Regions from separate parts of the Mus musculus genome. Here region 2 is linked to region 1. The links are chromatin contacts, called in public promoter capture Hi-C maps. All regions are on one chromosome and are shown on one strand. The core of a region is the stretch at or near the end of the contact, and the rest is flanking DNA. Distances in the headings are between cores, read along the strand shown. Region 1 holds the start of Selenok (selenoprotein K). Region 2 holds the start of Slmap (sarcolemma associated protein).

Evidence for each region. Promoter capture Hi-C pulls out the DNA fragments that hold promoters and counts their contacts.
Region 2: a promoter capture Hi-C map of pre-B cells shows a contact between it and region 1, with 9 times the contacts expected there. The contact joins the promoter of Slmap here to the promoter of Selenok in region 1. A contact is called at or near these places in 1 of 39 promoter capture datasets (pre-B cells) and 5 of 484 Hi-C or Micro-C datasets (CD4 T cells, CD8 T cells, muscle stem cells and 2 more).

Annotation. Positions count from the first base shown.
Region 1 is chr14:29,964,247-29,970,800 of GRCm38.p6, forward strand. Selenok (selenoprotein K) reads left to right here and starts at 4,134. Exons shown (of 5, transcript NM_019979.2): 1 at 4,134-4,290; 2 at 5,780-5,870. The coding sequence starts at 4,272.
Region 2 is chr14:26,530,581-26,537,134 of GRCm38.p6, forward strand. Slmap (sarcolemma associated protein) reads right to left here and starts at 4,044. Exons shown (of 23, transcript NM_001310445.1): 1 at 2,748-4,044. The coding sequence starts at 2,945.

The DNA of each region.
Region 1 (6,554 bases), core at 2,884-5,383:
AAGGAGGAAATCAACTTAAGAGACACTCAGAAGGATTTTTCCAGGGGGTCTAGAAAAGAAAAACTAAACACCTGTTCTACAACTTTGAGAAGACTGAAGTACAATCTACTGAAGTACAATCTTCTAGAGAAGATATACCTTTCTATAGCAAGAGTACTATGGTTGAGTATATGGTAGTGCAATACCTCCACTTGTGTTGAGAGTCAAGGGCACAAACTACAGGACGTAGAGAATTTGTCCTAAGAAGCTCTGGGCATGCTGCATGAGCTCGTTAGGACTTGGTTTGCTACCTGTAAATAATAAGGGAAGCTACTTATTAGCTGTGGTGGTTTAATAGGTATGGCCCCCTATAGACTCATGTGTTTAAATGTTGGGCCATCGGGAATGGCACTATTAGAAACTGTGGCCTTGGTGGAGTAGGTATGACAGTATGTCATTGTAGGGGCTGGCTTTGAAGTCCCCTATGCTCAAGCTGCTCCCAATATGGCACCCAGTCTCCTTTTGTTGCCTTTGGATCAAGATGTACAACTCTTAGCTCCTCTAACACCATGTCTGCCTGGACATTGTCATGCTTTCTGTCATGATAATAGACTAAGCCTCTGAAACTGTAAGCCAGCCCCAATTAAATGTACTCCTTTAAAAGACTTGTCATGGTCCTGGTGTCTGTTCACAGCAATTAAACCCTAACTAAGACATTAGCATTGAGATTTAAATAAATGAATACAAGAAAAACATTCAGAACTCTGGCACAGGAAAGTGTTACATAAACATGAGTAGTTTGGTGATAATTGAATCAATAAATATGCATAGAATATACATTCATTCATCCATTCAAGAGATATTTACTGCGTGCCCTTGATATGGGAATCTTTATAGAATAAGCACTCTGATCCCAGTGAGAGTAGAAGAGAGGAGATGTCACCAGTGGACAGAAGCAGGGATAGTTCCTGAAAGAGGGTGATACTGAGTCTAGTTTGTGTTCTCATTTTATACTCTAAAACTACAAGGGAAGGTGAACAAGCAAGCAATGTTTTACAGAAGTAAAGGTGGCAGCGAGCATGCTGTTAGGACAAAGGTTTGTTTCAGCTAATTCTCCAGGCCATTCTGTTCCAGGTAGCAAGAGAAGTCATGGTTGGCAAATCGGCAGAATAAGTAGTGCTTTAAGTAAATCACCAAATAAATCAGTAAGTCAGTATCTAAAAATTGGTCTTCTTGCCTTATTCTGTTTCACCTTTTCTCTGTTAGTCCAACAGTGTTTTTATATTACACCAATCATGTCTAGGAGCAATGTACTAAGTGGGAGCCACATAAGTAATTTAAATTTCTCTAATAACCATATCAAGATGTAAAAGGAAAAATTATTTTTAATGAAGTATTTTGGTTATTTATTTTCTGGTTTTCAAGTAGTCTCACATTGCTCTTTCAGATGACCAGAGTTCAATTCCCAGCACCCATACAGCAACTCACAAACATTTGTAGCTCTAATTCCAGGGGAACCGATGCCCTCCCTGGCCTCCATGGGCATCAACTATGCAAGTGATACACAGACACACACACACATATATATATACAGGCCAAACACACACACAAATTTAAGTTTAATTAATTCTTCAAAGCCAGACATATTCCCATCAAATATAAGTGAGAAATTGTGAAAGGCTTTGCACGTTGAGGAAAACCTTAGGAGAACTGAACCCAAGAAGAGCAGTAGGTAGAGAAGTTCTCCTTAGGAGAAACTGTGCACATAAGCAAGAATTCAGGAAAACAAAGGGTCTATTGAGGAACTAGAAACCAGAGAGAATAATCTAAGTGGTATCAAAGGAACCTCCCACAGCTAACCAGGGCGTTATGTGGAAGGTGGTGGCTAAAAGGCTAATGAGCAGATTGGTGAGGCTGTATTGAACTGGCAGCCAGAAGTAACACAGGTTGAAACACAGGGAGGCTAGGGATAGTTTGGGATATCACTGCATTAAGGTGCAGGAATAAAATCTAAAGAGGAATGAAGAGGAAGTAACTGGCCTGAGATCCGGGGTTTGCTCCCTTCCTTGTGTGGCTACTGGTGCTGTTTGTTTGTTGAGACAAGGTCTCACTGTGTAACGCCTGCTGGATGGAAACTTGCTATGTAACTCAAACTGACCTCAACTCACAGGACTGCAGCCTAAGCCTTCCAACTGCTCGGCTTACAAGTGTGCACCACCACACCTTGTACAGGGGTACCAGGCGGATGAGGTTCCTGATCCCTTAGCGTTTACTAATGAAGAGTGACAACACTAAATAATCAGGTTAGTAATTCCATGTTGTGATAAGGACTATGAATAAACTGACCAGAGATGAGGAATCAAGGAGAGACACTCAAATGATGACACTCGGGCTGACAACTGAAGGGGAAAGGATGGGGAACTGTCGGTGAGTCAGTTAACGTGTTACAGGAAGAATAGCTATGTGCACGTTCAGGGAGATGAAAAGACTTAGGGCACTCACAAAACTGTAAAAAAAAAAAAAAAATTATTGCCAGAGTGTGTTTTGGGTGGGAATGTGTAGCAGAAGCTAAAATCAAGTGAACAGGTCAGGCTATATCAGTGGATACTGAAAAGGACCTAGTTTGTAAGAGCAATGGGAGATCACTACATTTTAGTGTCTAAAGGGTTTTAAGCAAAACAAAGTTTTGTTTTGTTTTTTTTAAATAAATCATTCTTGTTGCAGTCTGACAAAAGTATAACCAGGGATTTCAGTTAGAAGGAAAAGAGAGCACAGAGAGTGAGAGGCAACGTCATGGTTTAAGCCCAGGTCTAGAAAGGCCCTTGAGAAAAATCACGGACCCAGGTTGGGAAGAGAGCTCGGTGGGTAAAGTGACTGCTACACAGACATGAGGGCCTGGATTTTAGAATCCCCAGCAGTCATGTAAAAGCCAACAGTGGTTGCACACAACTCAGACCTATCCTGGAGGATGAGACAGGCAGATGGCCAGAGCTCCCTAGCCAGTCCAATAAGGTGGAAAACACCCAACTCTCCCTTTCTGTACTGACTGCACACCTCATTCCTCCCTTCCCCTCTCCTCACCCCCACTCCCCGCACCACAAAGGAAACACAACAGGGGCAGCAAGGAATTTTCTTCAAACTTACTGGATGCCCAAGACCTGCCTTCTAACGCATATGTCACGTCTACAATGCTGACAAGCAGAGGAAATTGTCATTCTGAAGTTCATTTGATTTTCCCTAGTTGTGTCTCTACAGCTATTAAAAATGCCACTTCTTAGCTGGGTGTTGGTTACACCTTTAGTCCCAGCACTTGGGAGGCAAGAGACAGGTGGATCTCTGAGTTCAAGAACAGCCTGCTCTACAGAGCTAGTTACAGGGCAGCCAGGGCTACACAGAAAAACAGTCTCGAAAAATAACAAATTCCACTTCTTGAACTTATACAGATCCACCTGCCTATGCCACATGAGTACTGGTATAGGCCTGGTCTACAAAGTGAGTTCAAGGGCAGCCTGGGATACACAGATCCCAAATCAAAAACAAACAAAAACAAGACAAAAGACAAAAACAAAAACCAGCTGGGTGTGGTGAGGCTTGTCTTTCATCCCTGCGCTACGGAGGCAGAGGCAGGCAGATCTTTGCGTTTAGGGCCAGCCTCGTCTACAATGTGAGCTCAGAGCCAGGAATACAGTGTGAGTCCTGTTTCAAAAAAGCAAAACAAATAAACTGAGAGCAGAAATAACCGGCTTAAAGGGAATACGGTCCAGAGGGACTTAAAAGTGAGTTCAGCAAAACCTGATGGTTAAAGCTCTTCATGTCCCAGACACCGCCTCAGAGCCTCTCCCTGCCACTCCAAAAGACAGCAACACATCTGGAAAGCTGAGGAACGTTCCGCCCTCCAAGCCCTTCGAGCCACCTCGGACCCGAACCCTGCGCGTGTCTGCCAACTAGCAAGCAACTTCCGGTCGGCAGTGCTGTGGCCTCAAAGACTCTCGGTCAAACCGGAACCAAGTGAGGGGGGTGGGGAAAAGGACCCTCAAACAATGTTTCTCCTAGACGTCATATCCGGTCTCCTGACTCAGGCAGTATCCACGCCAGCGGAAGTTACTTGTGTGACTGGGCGGAACCTCTAGTCAGGAGTGGTCTCCCAGCAGCCAATGGGCTCGACCCACCTCTAGCCTGACTTGGGTCTGTCAGTGGCCTGTGACGTACAGGGCGGGGCGGGAGGCTAGGTACGGCGACAACAGGGGCGTCCGGTCTTCTCTGTCGCTAGGAAGCAGGCAACCGGAGGGAAGATGGTTTACATCTCGAATGGTGAGTGAGAGCCTTACCCTGGGCCGCTTCTGTCCTGACTCGCCGGGTCCTGAGCTTGGGGCGGCCTCCCCCACACCAGTGGCCGGAAGGAGTGGGAAGCGGAGGCGGTGGGAGCCGAGGCGCAGCCCAGAAGGTCCCCGGGTGCCGCTGGGGGACCCTGAAGCCTCCTGGTACAGCCAATTTTCCGATTGTGGGTTTGCGATAGTGATCCCGGGCGCGGGTGTCCTTAACCCGGGAATGACAGAGACGCTAACCCGGTCCGGATACAACGCGCTTTTGTTTGGGCCGCTAGAGCCGCGTTCTTTGCCTAGCATCTCTTTCATCCTTGTAACTGTTCTATTCAGATGGTGTATTTCTATCCCTGTTTTTCGGATGCAGACTGAGACATAGATTGACTAGCTCGCTAAAGATCACAAAGGCAATATGAAATTTAGGTTAAATTGAACTCAGGTTGGCTCCAGTATTACCTACCATACTGCCTCTATAATGCGTACAATAATGATGGCGATGGTGGTGATGCAGGACTAGCAAGAATATGAAAAAAATAAATAAAATCTGGAGACAGGGTCTCACTTTGTAGTTTTATCTGCCCTGTAACTCACTGTGTACGCTAAGGTGGCCACTAACTCCCAAAGATCCTCCTGCCTCTGACTCCGGAGTAGTGGGATTAAATTAAAGGCAAGCACCACCACGCCAGGCAATACAAAAGTTGTGACAGATTTTTCTCCCCTAAAAGTGTAGCTAGTCCTAAGCCCAAGACTTTACCCAGTTTGAAAGAACTTGGGAAGCAAGTCTCCAATTACTGGAAAAGAAAAAAATACAGCCTGAGAAGGTCGTATCAGTGCCAGAACCATCTGCCCACCTGTGTGACTTAGGTGAGACTCCTTGGCGCATTTCTACAAGACTCTCTTGGGGCCCTGGAAATAGGTGTGGTTGTATCAGATTCATCTCTGTATCTCTAGAGAGTAGGGCGATTAGCAGAAGTCTTAGGGCTGAGAGCACTTTGAATTTCTCGGCTTTTTTCAGGATTTCACCTCCTGATTACAAAGCTTTGGGATAGGTGGTGTGATGGGCACTACAGGAAGCATCATCATTCCATCTTCAGTTTCGAGCGCTCGCAGATTCTGTTATTTGCAATTTAGGTCACTAGCTCATACAGCTATGCACTCAAAAGTGATCAGTGTTCTTCTGCTGCATCCATCTCGCCACTAAAATGTCATGTGCATTTTACCAGTGAGAAGGAGATGGCAAAGAGATGCCTAGAATGAGTTCGCCTCCGAGAATTACATACTGAAAGTAGACATCTATCGAAGGAGTGAACGCTAGATCCCAGAGTTTGACTGCACTCACAGTGGACCTCTGATGTTGACTGGCTTGAAGAAGCCAACAAGTCAAAAGCTGAGCTCATTGGTGTTGCTCCGCTGATTAAAGGCAGCGCCGAGTTGTGGACTTGTGGCACTTACCTCAGTTTCTTTCTTTAATTCTGTAGGTCAGGTGTTGGACAGCAGGAATCAGTCCCCATGGAGAGTGTCTTTCCTAACAGACTTCTTCTGGGGAATAGCAGAATTCGTGGTTTTCTTGTAAGTATAAAAGCATTTCTTTAATTGAGACCAAGTGTTGCTATTTAGTCTCATAGCTGGTTTAGTGTTATAGAGAGTCTAAGCTGTTCTGGAAGTCATTGTAGTCACCCCGCCTTAGCCTCCTAAGTGTTGAAATTACAAGAATGTGCCACCACTCCTGGTTCTGAACTTTTAATGAAGGGTTAGTTGATAATGGGGAAAAAAAAATGTCGACTTCTCAGGCATTTTAAGCAGTTCTGTATTAGATGAGGTCTCAGGCATTTTAAGTAGTTGTGTATTAGATGAGGGGTGGTGTCTGACCATTACGTGCTGTGCTACCTAAACTGCCAGCCAGTTACTACCAGGTCTTACTTACCCTGAATTGAGTAAATATTTGAATGTCTCCTGTTTGGAAAGTCATGAGTAGATAGAGAAGGATACGTCCCCCTTTCATTGAGTATTGGGCTGGCAAGTTTTATGTCAACTTGACACAAGTTAGAATTACTGAAAATAGGAACCTCAATTGAGAAAATGCCTCCATAAGATCAGGCTAGAGGCAAGCCCGTAGGACATTTTTACTTAGTGATTGATGTGGGAGGGCCCAGCCCATTGTTGATGGGGACACCCCTGGGTTCTGTAAGAAAACATGCTGTGGGGAGAAAGGCAGGAAGCAGCACCCCTTCAGCATCAGCTCCTGCCTCCAGG
Region 2 (6,554 bases), core at 2,794-5,293, 3.4 Mb before region 1:
TCCTGAGCTTTAACACGTGCCAAGCACCGGGTACTATGTGATTTGCATAAATAGTCTGAATCCCAAGACAGCAAAGGGGGCAGTGAGCATGGCTCAGTGGCAGAACTAGTGTTTAGTGCAGACGAGCCCAAAATTTCTTTTTATCCCAAAAATAAAAACTTTAAGAAGGCAATACTATCCACAGATAAGAAAACTCCGGCTGGGCAGAGGTGGCACAGGCCTTTAATCTCAGCACTTGGGAGGCAGAGGCAGGTGGATTTCTGAGTTCAAGGTCAGCCTAGGCTACAGTACAAAGTGAGTTCCAGGACAGCCAGGGCTACACAGAGAAACCCTGTCTTGAAAAAAAGAAAAGAAAGAAAAGAAAAGAAAACTCAGGCTTAGTAGTGTTTTAAAACAATCTTTCCTGAGATGATACCTATGAGTGGATTCTTGCATTTTTATGCATCATAAATTTCAAGGAATATATATTAGGTCTGGTGGGGGGCGGCTGTCATGAGCCTGACACAGGAGAGCTCTTAAAACTTCACACACAAAGCAATAAATAGTATTTGGACAAACTGATTTGGTTTTCTTTGTTATCTCCCAGGATCTGGCCCAGAATACATGCTCAATAAAAAAACCTGTCTGTCTAAGCCAATACTTTAAAATTAATTCCTAAAATAATTTGATCACAAAGGGAAAACCTAACAGATTGAAACTGTTTAAACTAAATTAGGTGGTATAATAATAATTACACAAAATATACCGTCAAGCCCTTAGTGCTATTTTAGCCAATGACACAAAAGGAAAAAAAGTAAAAGAGGGAGAAATAAACTAAGTCTACCGTGAGAACTCTGCAGATCCTCTCTTCATCCTGAGTTTCTGAGACAGAGCTTCGTTATATACCTGAGCTGGTGATCTTAAGCTCATTAAGCAAACTGGGCTAGCCTCGAACATGATGCCTTCTTCCTGCCTTCTGAGAGACAGGCTTACAGGGGAGAGCCACTGCACCAGGCACGAGTTTTCAACTAAGAACTGCAGTGGGCAAAGCACGTGCTGTAAGCAAATCTGTCATCTGATTCGGCTGGACCTGTTTCCCAAGCACACAAAAATGTAAAAATGTAAAAGTTGACTGTATTTAGTCACTAGCAGCCAACTAATACTGGAATTCAATAACGAACTCCAGAGTCATTTACAAAGAATCACAGGTCATCCACGAATCATCCAAATGTTAGCTTTCAGGGAAGAGAAAAGTGTCTCTCTTATGGGTTAAAGAGCCTCTGGTGTAACTCAGAAAAAGTTAACACACTTTTCAGTTTTCATCCTACACACAGAATAGGTTATAACCACTATGCAAGCACACAGCACTTGGGGATCTTTCCTTCCTTTTTTTTTTTTTTAGATAGCATTTACTTAGTAATTCCTTAATTCAGTAGCTGCCCTAGCATTACTTTCTTCCTCTAAAGGCTCAAGTTTCTTTCATTTCAAAACACCACTCTTGAAGACAAATTCTTCTCTTAAAAAAAAAAAAAAAAAAAAAGACTTACTCATGTCACTCAGAAAGAGGGGGCGAAAAGTCAAGAGACAAAACTGGAGACAGTCCTATTAGTCTTATGTAACTTAGTTTGAGTTGGAATTATTTCAGTAGTTCAACGAAAGCCTTAGGTTTAGGCCCAAAGAAGAGTTCTTTAAAATATTCTCCATTCGTGCAAATTCTTGAAAAACTAAAAAGATCCTTTTTATTTTAAAATAAGTAACTAGCAAAGTACAGTGCCAAGATAAACAAGGTAAATTGGATTAAAAATTAAAAGCAAGGCCCAGCATGGTGAGCTTTAATTCCAGCACTTGGGAGGCAGAGGCAGGGAAATCTCTGAGTTTGAGGCCAGCCTGATCTACAGAGTGAGTTCCAGGCCAGTTGGTCCCTGTCTTTAAAATATATGTGTGTGTGTGTGTGTGTGTGTGTGTGTGTGTGTGTGTATTAGACAATATTGGATATAATCTAAAAATAAGCTAACTTATTAATACTAATTTTTGCATATCATCATATAATTACACATTATCTACCAAAGAAATTGAGAAGTGACTTTCAAGAGCAATAGATTTCTGTTGATCCAACTTGCAAACAGAACTCCAAAGATGTAGTTACTTACTCTAGCTTAATTAAATTGCCTTTAATATTTACAAATTATTTCATCGGGGCAAGTAAGTATCAATCGTTACAAACAGTAACTTTGCACTCCAGTTATCCTACCAGACAAGGTCCTGAGTTGAATTCAACTACAAGCCATGTGTTAACTACATTTCACCATAGACACTTGAGCCTCGATGTAACAGAGGCCACAAATTCCGGCATTGCTCTGGGAACCACTGCTTGCTTAATCAAGCACCGACCTGCAGATTCACCCTTCTAAAAGGACTGAAAGTCAGAGGTCAAGTTTCACTATCTACCTTTCCTAAACGAATTAGGGTTTGGGATTTCACTGGGAATGACCAAGTTTATCAAGAAGCCATCGCCCTGCCGAGACATTTAGTAACAATACCTTCTCTGTTTTTCATTCAACCACTTCGATTCCATTTCCACTAGAATTCAGACACACACAAAAAGCTGATTCCGAGGCCTCGCAGAAAAGTGTCCTCTGGGAAGAAACCCTGAGATCGTTGCATACATTACACCTCTCAGAGAAGGTGAAGGGAAAGGAAAGGAAAGGAAAGGAAAGGAAAGGAAAGGAAAGGAAAGGAAAGACTGTCAAACACTATAGCGACATTACCTTGCTCGTCTTGTGATCAAACCAGACGAGGGCATGGTTCCTTGACAGCACTTTGCAATCAAAGGTGGCATTATTCTGCGCTGGTCGACAGCGTGCCACCGAGCGGCCGATCTTGATGGGCTCGTCCAGGTAGACATGACGCTCCTGAAACGGGTGCGAGTTCGGGCGGCAAGTGAAGATGGCCAAGGCTGACGGCATCGAGGACAGGCTGGGGGGTGTCTGGACCAGGGACAATGAGGAGCTCCTCCAGGTTCGGAATGCTCTTCTCAAGCCTACACCCCCTAACCCCCCAAAATTTTTAAATTAAAACAAACTGCGCATTGTCTAAGCATAACCAGTGAACATCAACAACTCTTCAATTGGGCAGGAGGACAAGCCAGCGCAAGCCCCATCACCTCCTTTAAAATACAGAGGCACCTTGACCAAAAAAAGTCCCCAACTAGCAGCTTTCAGTCCATCTTCCCTAGGAAGAAAAGGCTCAAACATTGGGCAGCTTCGGCCAAGAAAACTCCTGGAAGACAGTTTGGGGACAGGAGGTATCCGAGCAGATGAGTCACACACCAGTTCTTGTGTTTTGTTTGAGATCCCGGCCGCTTGTCCCCTTCGGTAGCGGAAACGGTGCAGCACTGCAGCATGAAGAGGGTTGACTCGCGCAGCCAGGAAGGTCCTTCGGGGCTCAAGGAAGAGGCGCGGAGGACCTCCGGGCAGCCACCGCGGGGCCTCGGGGCTGAGAAGAGGTGCGGGGACGGACGAGGAGGACTAGAGGGCCAGCGGGCCGGGCTGCATTGCCCTGCTGCGCCGAGGCCGCCCGGGAGTGGCAGGGGTCCCCGGCCCAGCGTGAGCCGAGGCTGCGATCCCGGGCTGGAGGCGTGGGAGGGCTGCCGGGGCACGGGCGGCGTCTGGGTCGCGAGTCCCGGGCACCTGACGGGTGTCCCCGCGACCAGGGCGGGGACCCGGCTCTGCAGGCCGGTGCGGACAGAGCGAGGAGCTACCCCGGGGAGGCTCGGGCGACCGGGCGGGCGAGCGGGCCGACGGGCGGGCCGGCGGGAAGTTGGTTTCTCGGAGCTCTCGGGCTCTGCTGCTCAGCACATGGGCCACCTCCCCTCAGGAGCGTCCTCGCGAGGGTCGCATCGCAGGGACTGGCGGCTCCCGCAGGACGACGGGGTGGGGGAGGGAGGCTGGCCCGGAGGTGGAGGGAGAGGCCTGGAGGCCGGGGCTGGGTCCGCCGCAGCCTCCTCCACTCGCAGCCAGTGCGGCAAGCTCAGGCGGTGGCGGACGAGGCAGGAAACTTTCCGACCTAGGCGGGGAGACACCAAAACAAACGGCAGTCAGGGACCGGCGCCCGCTCGCCTCAGCCCTCGCCCCCTTCAGCCAGCCCCCGCCAGTCCCCGGCCGCTGCCTCCGACCTCGGGCGACCTCTCCTTGCTCAGGCTACGGGATTCCGGAGCCAGGACGGAACGTCGGCTCCTTCCTCCCTTGCCGCCACCGCCGCCACCACCTCCGCCGCCGCCTCAGCTTACCTTGCCAGCGTTGGCCGCCATAGTGACTCTGACTGAAACCTACCGGGTGCACCGCCACGGGAACGCGCACCCTTTTCAAGGGCCCTCCTCCGCCGGCTCCCGTGCCGTAGATAGGGGGTATCATGTGATTGACGCCGTGGAAGCCATGTTTGTCACTGGCAGGGAAGAAGGCAAGCTTATTTTTAACATGACCCCTGGCGCCATCTTTGTTAAGGGCCAGAAGCTTCAAAGCTCCAGACAACCTTAAGGGCCATTTTGGTTAAGGGCAAGAGAAACTTTGAGGGGTTGAATGTTTCAAAAGCACACACAGCGGCAACATATGAATAAGAAAGTACCTACAAGTACCTACGTGTACTAAGTGTGTTTACTACAGTTCTCACTGAAAATACTAACACGTGCGGAGAATAATTCCATGCAAAGGACATACTCATTAGCAGTCATCGTAGCTGTGGGCAACTGAGTCACTCACCACTGCTCTACAGATGACCAAATTCCACAAGTCCCTAGACTTAATGACACCTGAAGGACTTTCCTCCCTCTGCTAATTCACCGGGCTTTATGAATTCCATCCCAAATTCCTGTCCTTTTCACTGATGCGACTATGTTTCTCAGAACTCCTTCGTGGGTTCTAACGTGGAGAACAGAAAGTTGTGGGGGGTTTTTTGGAGTGGGGGAGGATTTTGTTGGGGTAATGGTAGGGTTAGTGACAGGGTTTCTCTGGCTGTCCAGGAGCCCTTTAAGTAGATCAAGCTGGCCTACAACTCAGAAATCTACCTGCCACTGCCTCCAGCGTGTTGGGATTAAAGGTGTGCGCCACCACACCCTACTTGAGACCAGAAAGTTTTAAAACACGTTTCCAAAGAGGGGTCAAGGTCGAAAGTTACTAATAGGAAAATACAGAGAATAACCCAACCAACAATCCTGAAGTCTGTGTTAAGCCTGGGAATTGCGAGGAGAAAGACCAGTATGTATGGAGTCATTGTTCCAAAGAAGAAAAAACCGTGGCTCGAGCTGAAAGAAAACCTTAGGAAAGACTGTAGAGAATCTTAATCTCTTCAAATCAGTGTTGACTTCATTCTTGAGATTCCTGTGACCACAGACTTCCCTGAGAAACGTTGGACATGGCTTTAAACTTCTTTAGGATACTTTTTCTCTTCTATAACATAATGACAAGACACAACCCCCTTGCAGAGAGGCTTTGTGGTGTCAAACCACATTAACAGTATTCATTTCATTGCTTCTGTAATGCTATGCTGTGTCTAAGTGACACAGATGAGCACAGCCTTAGTCTCTGCCCTCTGGTTATAGAACCAGTGTAGTGGGTTTGAAACTGAAGGAACAAAATAAGGCAAAGACTCTGATATATTCAGAGCTCTTCTAAAGGGAGGGAGGCAGGGACATCCTCCAAGGAGAAGTCACAAAAACTGAATGAAGAAAGGTTGAAGGACTATAATAAATACAGTATTTGTTGAATGGTTTTTCTAAATTGCCAGGAAGAGGGACATTAAGTAGTGAAATGAAGCTTTTAAAGGAATACACTCATGTGCCTGGCACAAAGGCTAAGTAAATATTCAATGCCTGAATGAAAATACCATGCTTGTTATTAGAGGATAAAGTAGGGGCAGCACAAAGTGAATTTGGACACAATAAGTAATGTATTATAAAGTCACACTAGGGGGGCTGGTGAGATAGCTCAGCAGTTAAGAGCACCAACTACTCTCCCGAAGGTCCTGAATTCAAATTCCAGCAACCCTCCATAACAAAATCTGACACCCTCTTCTGGAGTGTCTGCAGACAGCTACAGTGTACTTACAGATAATAAATAAATAGATCTTTAAAAAATAAAAAATGAAGTCACGCTAGAGTATGTGTGCATGCGTGGGCTCATGCTTGAAGCTTAAATTCATGGTAATATGAATGTCCAAGACCTGACCTTTCACACGTTTTTACAGTTCTTCATCATTTCAACAAATACATTGAATAACTACAGTATCCCAGGCATTTTGACCTAGAGAATAAAGATATACTGAAGAGTTTTATTATTAGAAGATGAAAATGTTTTGCTTCTGATAACTTTTAGCCTTAAAACAATAAAACAGACCAGGTGTGGTAGAGCATGCCTGTCTCTAATGAGGTGTGTGCACGAATTTTAAAGTTATTTATGCATTTTTTTGTTCATTCAACAAACATTTAATTGACTACCCACTAGGAGAGAGAAACTGTAAAATGACCTGGAATTTCAAAAGTGAAGAAGAGAGTGGAAAAAATGAATCCCTAAAGTTTCTTA